Regions from separate parts of the Mus musculus genome. Here region 1 is linked to region 2. Evidence: chromatin contacts called from public promoter capture Hi-C data. All regions are on one chromosome and are shown on one strand. The core of a region is the stretch at or near the end of the contact, and the rest is flanking DNA. Distances in the headings are between cores, read along the strand shown.

Evidence for each region. Capture Hi-C pulls out chosen DNA fragments and counts their contacts.
Region 1: a contact with region 2 is called in a promoter capture Hi-C map of liver. The contact joins two enhancer-like sites. A contact is called at or near these places in 7 of 39 promoter capture datasets (embryonic stem cells, hippocampal neurons, liver and 3 more), 1 of 484 Hi-C or Micro-C datasets (liver) and 2 of 9 other capture datasets (adipose tissue and liver).

What each region holds. Positions count from the first base shown.
Region 1 is chr7:132,947,510-132,952,186 of GRCm38.p6, reverse strand. It overlaps Zranb1 (zinc finger, RAN-binding domain containing 1), which reads right to left. Exons shown (of 10, transcript NM_207302.3): 2 at 1,752-2,602. The coding sequence starts at 2,565. Among named protein-coding and RNA genes, the nearest start is that of 1500002F19Rik, 16 kb to the right of the region's middle. Within about 2 kb of position 2,001, at least 3 of the 459 cell types and tissues checked have an H3K27ac peak or open chromatin away from gene starts, as enhancers often do. A contact at or near this core is called in liver, where this site is marked.
Region 2 is chr7:132,670,528-132,675,165 of GRCm38.p6, reverse strand. The region is part of intron 6 of Lhpp (phospholysine phosphohistidine inorganic pyrophosphate phosphatase); the gene reads right to left. Among named protein-coding and RNA genes, the nearest start is that of Lhpp, 62 kb to the right of the region's middle. Within about 2 kb of position 2,540, at least 135 of the 459 cell types and tissues checked have an H3K27ac peak or open chromatin away from gene starts, as enhancers often do. A contact at or near this core is called in liver, where this site is marked.

The sequences.
Region 1 (4,677 bases), core at 752-3,251, 280 kb before region 2:
AAAACCAACCTCAAATTTAAGAGCTGAAAAGATGGGTTAAGAGCACCGGCTGCTCTCCAGAGGATCACAGTTCAATTCCCAGCACTCACAATGCAGTTCCCAATCCCTCCTTAACTCCAATTCCAGGGAGTTCATTGCCCCTCTGGCCTGTGCAAGGGACTGTACATGTGATGAACAGACATATATGCAGGCAAAACAATCAAACACATGAATTTTTTTTAAAAATGTCTAAAATTTCAGCTTTCTTTTATTTTTAAGATTTATTTTTATTATTTTAAATTATATGTAGGTGTGTATGTACATGTGGCTAGGTACATCTGGGTACCGGTGCCCATGAAAGTCAGAAGATCCCCTAAAGTTGGAGTTATGGATGGTTGTAACCCATCTGATATAGGTGCTGAGAGCCAAACTCAGGTCCCCTGGAAGAGCAAAAAGTGCTCTGGTGCTGAGCCATGTCTCTAGCCTAGAGAAACTCCAGGTTTCTTGAGCACTACTATATCTATATCTTCCATACTCATGGGGCTACATCCAAAAGGGTAAATCAATGGGGAGTGGAAGGTAGCTATGGTTCCACATCAAGTTTAACCTTATAAACCACTCAAGTATTTCTAAACAAAAGTGAACACCAAAGTAAGCAGCCCATAGAAATAGTTTAAATAAAATCCAAACACCTGCTGAGCACTGGGGGCGCACGCCTTTAATCCCAGCTCTTGGGAGGTAAAGGCAGGGATTTCTCAGTTCGAGGCCAGCCTGGTCTACAGAGTGAGTTTCAGGACAGCCAGGGCTACACAGAGAAACCCTGTCTCAGAAATAAATAAATAAATAAATAAATAAATAAATAAATAAATAAATCAAACACCTAATCTACTAATGGGAGGGGAGACTTAAAATCAAATGAACACCTTCAGATGGGAGGATTCTGTGAGTTCAAGGCCAGTCTAGTCTATATAATGAGTTCCAGGACAACCAAGGTGAAAGCCCCTGTCTCAAATAAAACAAAACAGAATTAACAGCTTTTATGATTTATAGCACAAATTATTAACTCATTAAGCTAGTAGATGGAGAAAAACTTCCTCTTACATGTCTCTGTCCTTTAACATTTCTACACAAACAGCCAGGCCCAACATTATGTTTATGAAAGAACTAAAAACACAATACCCATAAGTCATAATCTGAACTATGGATTCGAATTAGCTGTCTGTGAAATCAGTTCTACCAAGTGTATAAATATTTACGACATGACATTCATATTAAGTTAACATCAGCATTTTCAAGGTCAATAAATATTATGTTCGTTCAACTTCTTGGAGTCACACATTTTTATGATATTTTTAACTTCTGACTAAAGCCTCTATCATCACAAGATGCTCACACTGTTTACAAACATTCAGAAACAGCAGCTGGTGTTGCTCTGTCACATCTTGTTACAATAAATAAGAGAAACAATTTCAAACTCCAAGTATATACTTTCTCACAGATGTGTTAACAGTCTCTTTAACTTAAAAAGCATGTTCACAAGTAAATGTGGACACTTTGGTACAAGGCAGACAAGGTCACAGATACAGAACTTTATGCATGCATACATGAACTATCACACCAAATAAGTCAAATGCGAAGTAATACTGATCTTCCTCTTATTTTCAAGCCATTTCAATGCCTTTTCCCATCTTATTCAAAATAAGGCCAAAAAAGCCCAAACGTATGAACAAAAAACCCAAAACACACAAATAAACAAAAACCCAGAAACTTACCCACACAGGCATTGAGGAATAGCCAATCAGTCTTTTTCATCCTATTTTTAATCTGCTTTAGTTTTTTAAAGTCCACTTCAAGTTCCTCCTTGGTACCAACAGCACCAGCCAATTCGATCCTCTGAAAATCCATCTTCACTTCCGAGTCCCGTTTTGTAGTTGGAGGTGATCTTCTTTGGCTATTACCACTACTGCAGCCTCCCCTCCATCGAGCTCTGTCTTGCTCATTAATTATTGAAGAAGCCTCTTCAGTCTCTGCCAACTCTATTGCTTCAATGTTATTAGGTCTGGGATGGTCACAAACAACACATTTTTTAGCCTTAGCCCAGTTTTCATATGTGCAAACAGAACAAGTCCAATGCTGGGTCCTTGTATTCAATTTATTTCTATCATTGTATTCTTCACAAGGATCAACAGAAAAAGCAACTGGTCTTGAACCAGATCCTGAGGATTGAGGAGATTCTGTGGGACTCCTGGTCCTACGCTGGGATAAGCACTGGGTACATCTGATTGCTCTTGGCCAGTTCAAATATGTACACATGTGGCATGACCATTTATTTGCATTTTCCATGCTGTATGAAGACTTAACCCTTGGTCTTGCACTAGAGTCTGGACATATCAAAGGACTACTTCCACCTTCAGTACTGGAAGGATCCCAATCTCTACCAACATCACTTGAACCACTTTTAAATGGATCTTCTGTAATAATTGTTCCACTGGGTCTCTGGGCACGACACATAGTACACTTGATTGCAGACGGCCAGTTTTCATACGTACAATATTCACAGGCCCACTTAATCCCATGTTCTGACATTGTGTACTTCTTGAAGTGAGTTATGTCAGGCAGGAAGCTATAAATAATTAGGACATTGTTATTAAAATAATAGCTACATAATTCCATCTCTGAAAATATGCCCCCGAAATAAAAAATACCCTTCAACTTAGAAAATATATATTTCTTAAAAGACACATGTAAATTTCTTATTGGATTATTCTACTTTTGTTTGGAGATTTCCAAAAATAGTAAAGATAAATTTCCAAAAAGAGCTCTTAGACTTCAGGGTTTAATAAAAGTTTACTTTGGACTGCTGAAGTGATAAAAGGAGATGAATGCAGAGTCTTTCTACAGGGAAAGAAGATAAAAATAGGTGAGTCACTAATAGAAATTACTTAATTTCAGCTCAGCTGTCACCATTAGTTTAGGAAAAGTTAAAAAGACTTGCAGGCAAGAGAAAAAACACAAACCAAATAGAACCTTAAATAACCACTCACAAATTGCAAACAATGTAGACTGTGCTATTTGTAGTATGTCTAATCCGTGATTTCAGAAGCTCAAAGTCTTTCCTAATTATCCTTGCTAAGGGAGGAAAATAGCTTGAAAGTGCTAGTTATTCACTGCTTTGAATTAGCACAGACAGAAAATATGCTGATGAGCTCTAATCACAATTAACAAAATAACTTTATAAACTAGAAATGATTCTGATATTCTGTATTCTCAAAATATAATTATATTTGGAACATTAAAAGTTCTACGTTACTTATACTCTCAAGAAATTCAAATGGACAGATTTCTCTAAGAAAACTATTAGCATAAGCATGCCAATCTATTTCTAAATGTTCATATTTGATATCTGAAAAATTAACATACACTAAAATGTTTACTTTATATTAAAAATATACTTGCTATCTAAGAAGTCCTAGAAGTGGGAGGGCTGGAACATGCCTGTAATCCTAGCACCCAGGAGGCTGAAGCAGGAGGATCTTGAGATTGAAGCTAGCTTGGGCTACGTATTGAGAAACAAATAAGTCAGTCAACATTCCCAGGACTCTAACCGTGGATTTACTAACACTACACAATAATGAAGACTTTACTATTTAATGACAACTAATTCATAAGTGAAGCAGTTTATATGGCAAACTTAATGATATTTTAATGACTTAAATTAGAACACTAAACAACCTCTCAATTTTTCAATCTGTTCTAAACTTAGTACTTCCCTATGACCTATTTTAACAAGGAAAAGAGAAAAGGTTCCTAGGCAGAGTGATAGGTATTTCTCCTTCCTAAACCTGGAAAGCCAAATCACTTTATAAGTGTATTTATTCTGTTCCTGTCTATTAAATCTACACCCCACATACACAGTGACGTTTGCTAAGAGGACAACTTCACCATAGAAAGGATACTGTTGGATAGCTAAAATTTAAAAAAAAAAAAATTCACACTTACTAAGATTTTAGTTTCCATGCTATAACCTCCACCTTGCACATGGTTACAATAAAGGTAAATCAGACCAAAGACAAGATTCAATCTTCATGCTGGCTCAGACTCTGACTTCCTCGGAAGATACTGCAAAACGTGTAAGTGGTTCTGTCTGACTGTGAATAGCTATTCCTGTAAAGGAGACCAAAACTGAATTTCACTTATAGCCTTCTATATTCAAAAGTATTTTAGAAAGCTTTAATTTTAATCCATTCTATTTTAATTATAATTATTTTAATAACATACTATTTAGACTTTTACTTTAACAACGCAATAAAAACAGCTAATTTACTGGGCTGATCAGCCAAATTAAACATGAGAAAATTTCCTGCATAATGTGTTATGTGTGTGCACATGCACATGTACATGTGTATGCATGTTTCCTTATTTTTTGGAGCTAGGGACTCCACATGTAGCCCAGACTAGCCTCAAACTTGTAGTTCTTCTGTTTCAGCTTCCTAAATGCCTGTGATTGTAGGCATGTACCAATACAACCAGCAATATTATGAGTCTGAGCAGTGCTGAGTCAATTCCGATCTGTACTACTACTGTAAAGGAAACGGTGAGATGATCCAAATAAGTAAAAAAAAAAAAAAAAAAAATCAAATAAAATAATTACTTACAATTTAATTTAAAATATTTTTCTGTTGTAACTGCATGTTAGGG
Region 2 (4,638 bases), core at 1,291-3,790:
GTCCCAGAGAAATGCCCTCATCCTCACCCACACTGCTCTTGGCAGGGGCCTGGGACACAAGGACGACAGAGAGCTCTGCCTGGGGCTGGGGGTTCCAGCATCTGGCTGGCACCATCTGAAGGAGAGCTGGATGGATGCAGGCTCTGGATGCCTACTGGGGTACATTTTTCTAGGCCTGTGCCTACAGTAAAGAAATGGAGCAGGACCCTGCTCTCGACCCGTATGGGGAAATACAGTGGAAAGAGTCAGTATGGTTACAGTGAACTCTAAGCAGACCTCTTGATAGCTGCTCACCAGACTCTGCCTCCTTCATACGAGAGAAGAGCTAACTGCCCACCTCAAACACCTGAGTTCTGCAGGCGTTGTCCTATCAACCCTGCACAGAAGACCTGACTAGGCAGGCGTGAATTGTTCCTGTAGATGGGGCCCCTGCTCTGACACACTAGCTGGTTTTCACGGTATAAACGTTTCCATGGTGGATGTTCCAAGCTGTGAATGAACCATGACTCCGAGGACACAGGAAAATGAACAGTACTACCAAGCCGCTCCCAATACCCTCAGGCCTACAACCGTCATCCACACGCTGCTTAGATCACCAAGGACAAACAGAAGCAGGAATGACCTTCCTGCTCTCTAGCTTAATGGCCTCTGGCGGACAGGAAAGTGGCTTGTGTCTCTGGGAGGCAAGGATAACCCCTACTGAGTATAAGTTCCTTCTGGGACCCAGCCATTCTAAGCAGACTGCTGGCAGAGAGAAGGTGCCAAGAACTAGAGACTATTCAATACCATAGTCATCTCGAGGCTCTGTCCCCTTGGGGTAAGAGGAGAAGGTGCGTCTGGGGGCTAGGGCAGACTGGGAATCTCTGTGCTCAGCCACACCTGTCCCTGGGCCTCTCTCGCTGAGATACCAGAGGGTGGCATGGTAACTGCCCATAACAAACACTGCACAGCTGCCAAGGCTGGAGTTCCAGGCCACCCAGGGACAGGATGGGCCTCCGAGCCTGGTAACCGAGGCCCTCCGAGGACAGCAGAGGTCGCCCTCGCCTTTGTTGCCTTGGTTTTCTTGGCTCCTGAAGGCAGAAAGGTTTCTCTCCTTCACTCTTGTAACCAGATCATGTCGGCTGCAGCTGGAAGTCAGCAGCCTTGGTCCTGGCTCTGTCAGCCATCCTCCTTAGCTGCCGCCTGACCTTCAGCAAGGTCACTGTCCTGAGACAATGAATGGGATGCTTCTACCTGGATGTGCCAGCAAGTTCTCGCCCCACCCCTCCCTTCTTGCTTCCTTGTTACTGTTGGGGTTGCCATGTAGCCCACTGCCTCTTCAGCACTGGGATTAGAGGTGCCCATCATCAAACCTGGCAACCAGACCCCAAAGGACACAAGATCTGAGTGATAGCCTGGATATCTAGATACAGACTTTAAAATAGTGCTGGGAACTAAACCATAACCCTAAATAAAACCTGCAGCAGAGCCTGCAACGCCTTTAATCCCAGCACTTGGGAGGCAGAGGCAGGCAGATTTCTGAGTTCAAGGCCAGCCTGGTCTACAGAGTGAGTTCCAGGACAGCCAGGGATACACAGAGAAACCCAAATAAGTAAGTAGGTAAGTAAGTAAATAAATAAATAAATAAATAAATAAATAAATAAATAAATAAATCTTGCAGCAGAGACACACTGGTGGTTGTATTTGGGAGATTACAGCTTGTGCATAGATGCCTATATTCTTTTTACAAACATTTTCTTTCTTTCTTTCTTTCTTTCTTTCTTTCTTTCTTTCTTCCTTCCTTCCTTTCTTTCTTTCTTTCTCTCTTTAAAAAAAGGGGGGTCATGAATTTGAGAGATTGGGAGGTGAGAAGAGCAGGGGTGGAAGAAGGAAAGGGGAGGAAGAAAATGATGTAATTATATTTTAATTTAAAAAATACCTGAAACTTTTTTTTAATTTATTGGATGATACATATGTCATAGAACCCATGCCAAGGGTGTGTGTGGAGGTCAGAGGACAGATTTTAAAAACAAAAATGCTTCTCTCTTTCTACCATGAAGATCCCAGGAATTTATAATTCAGGTTGGCAGGCTTGGCAGCAAGCCCCTCTAGTAAATGAGCCATCTCACTGGCCCAAGGGTCTTCACTCTTTTATAGACTCCCACTGAAGGATGGCAAGGGAAGATGGCTCTCACTTCTGTAGGCAGATGTAGAACAAGTGGGCAGACAGGCAAAACCCTCCAGTGTAGCCAAAAGGTACTGTAAACCTGAAACTCCCCACCCACACGGTTTCTTGGCATGCTACAAGCCAAGAGAAGGAGAGCGAGGGTGGCAGGGAGGAAGTCTCTTCATAGCCTCAGATGGGTCTCACTGATGCTTATGGAGCACAGTACAGGGCACTAGAGACGTGTGGTGCAGGGCACAAGCCACACCACAGGGTGACGGCACTGCTGTGGAACCAGCACTGTCTTCTATGACAGCTGTGGCTTCACTCAAGTGCTCTCTGGTCTGGTGCCTGATGGGAGTGCAGGCTGGAACAGGGCGTGTCAGGGGAAGTCAGGGCAGAGCCCAGCAGCACAACAGTTGCACCAGTCACGAGTTCTCTCACAGCTTGGCAGGTCAGGCCTTCCAGCCCAGAGCAGCTGCCAAATGGCTTCCCAGGCCACATGAGATCGACCAGGTGGCTTCCTTTTTCAATATCCAACCTTTTCCTTAATAAACAATAATGTAACTCTACCAAACTTTGGAATTTAGAAACAGGAAGAAAACTCTCTCCGATTCCACAGCTGGGCATACCTCCCAGCCCAGAATCACTCCATACCCTGCCACCTCCCACTGGGGAAGCAGGGCGTGTGTCCAGCATTCACCCCTAGCAGATACTCCACAAATGCCTGCATGAAGGATGCTGACACCCATGTACAGACAGACAGACAGACAGACAGACAGACAGCTGGCTGACTCCAAGCCCCTACCTCTGCAACTCTGAAACTCCCTCCCCATGTAACATGTGTTCAAGGCCCATTGTTAGCATCTACGTTGGGTCACTGAAGCCATCTCCTTAGTATGCTACATGCAAGGGTTATTTTCTTTCTTGATACACTGTCAGTAAACTTCCCAAGGTATGTGTAGATTCACCCAGAGTTGTAAGAAATCTAAGTTACTCAATTCGCCCTAACAGCAGCATCTCGCTGTCAAAGCCAGCGTGCTGACCTCACTGGGGTGGAAGCACCTCCATGATCACCAGGATTCTTCACAGGGCGTCTTTGTTTATGTAGCTGGTTTTCTTTTCTGAGATTTATTTTTATTTATTTTATGTGTATGAGGACACAGCCGCTGTCTTCAGACAGGCCAGAAGAGGCCATCTGATCCCATTAGAGATGGTTGTGAGTCACCATGTAGTTGCTGGGAATTGAATTCAGGACCAAAGAGCAGTCAGTGCTCTTAACCACTGAGCCATCTCTCCAGCCTCTATGTAGTTGATTTTTTTTTTTTTTGAGTCATGTTTTTTATTTGTTCCTTTCTTGCATTTGACATTCTCTTTGATGACATCTTAGACTGAGAGTCGCTGCCACAGTGCTTTACCACGACACAACTGCAACCAACTGCTTTACAAGATGTCCCCTTTGGCTCCGATTCACAGAGGTCCATCTCTTTAGTTTCTTGTTATCAGCCTTAACTAGGTTGACCTGGTGCTCGGCACAAAGGGTCTCAGTAACGTGTACTCTAAGGTTCATCATGACTGGATGCAGGCATGCAAAGACGGGCTTCATGTTGGCCTAAGGGTCTGGAAGCTTCTCATATTTATGTGCTAGGTTGTCATGGATGAGACTGACACATGGTACCCACTGTGAAATCCAGAGCTGGCACTGCATATCCTAAACAGGTGCCCTTGAGGACAGTGCAGGGGACAACGATTGCTAGTGCTCTAAGAAGCAGCCTTTCAGGTTCATGGGCCACTGCAGAGCTGCTGAGAGCGTCCTCCAGGATCCAATCATAGGCTGCATGAAATAGTTCCAGCCTAGTACCCTTCTCTTAGGCCTCCTCCCTACTGGCCTCACTGCTGACTTGGTGGGTGGCCATTCTATCAATACCGCTTGGGTTATGGCCTGGCTGGAAGGGTGTGGGCCCTAGGGAAGCTAGCCAGGTCCCTGGATTGAAGCCTGGAACCCACAGTGAAGGGACTAGAGGACACGGTGCAGCTGGAGTCAGCGAGCACACATCCTAGCAGGTGCACCCAGATCCCACTTGGCTACCTTCAGCATCAGGTCAGTCTTTCCCAAGGGTCAGAGGGCAACAGAGGCCCAATACTGCCAAAGTCCAGGAGAGCTGGTGAGCATGCCAGAGTCCAGGCTCCACTTCAGATGGCTCCGTCCTGACTGAAAGACGCTGCCCTGTTGAAGGGCTCTCCACTGCTCCCTCATTTTTTCAAGCCCCCGTCTTCTCTCTGAAACCACGGCTAGCTGCCTTTCAGTGGTGAGGCCCAATCAGATGCCTGTGTGCAGAATCGCCGTGGAGAGCAGAGCTAGGATCAGATAGGAGGAAGGGACAGGCCTAGCCATTGAGCTGTCCAGACCCAGGAAGGTGGCCAAGTTTTTATTTATAATTTCTTTTGTTTCCTGAATCAAGGGCCTGCAAGTCCAAGCAGGAAAGTCGAGAAGG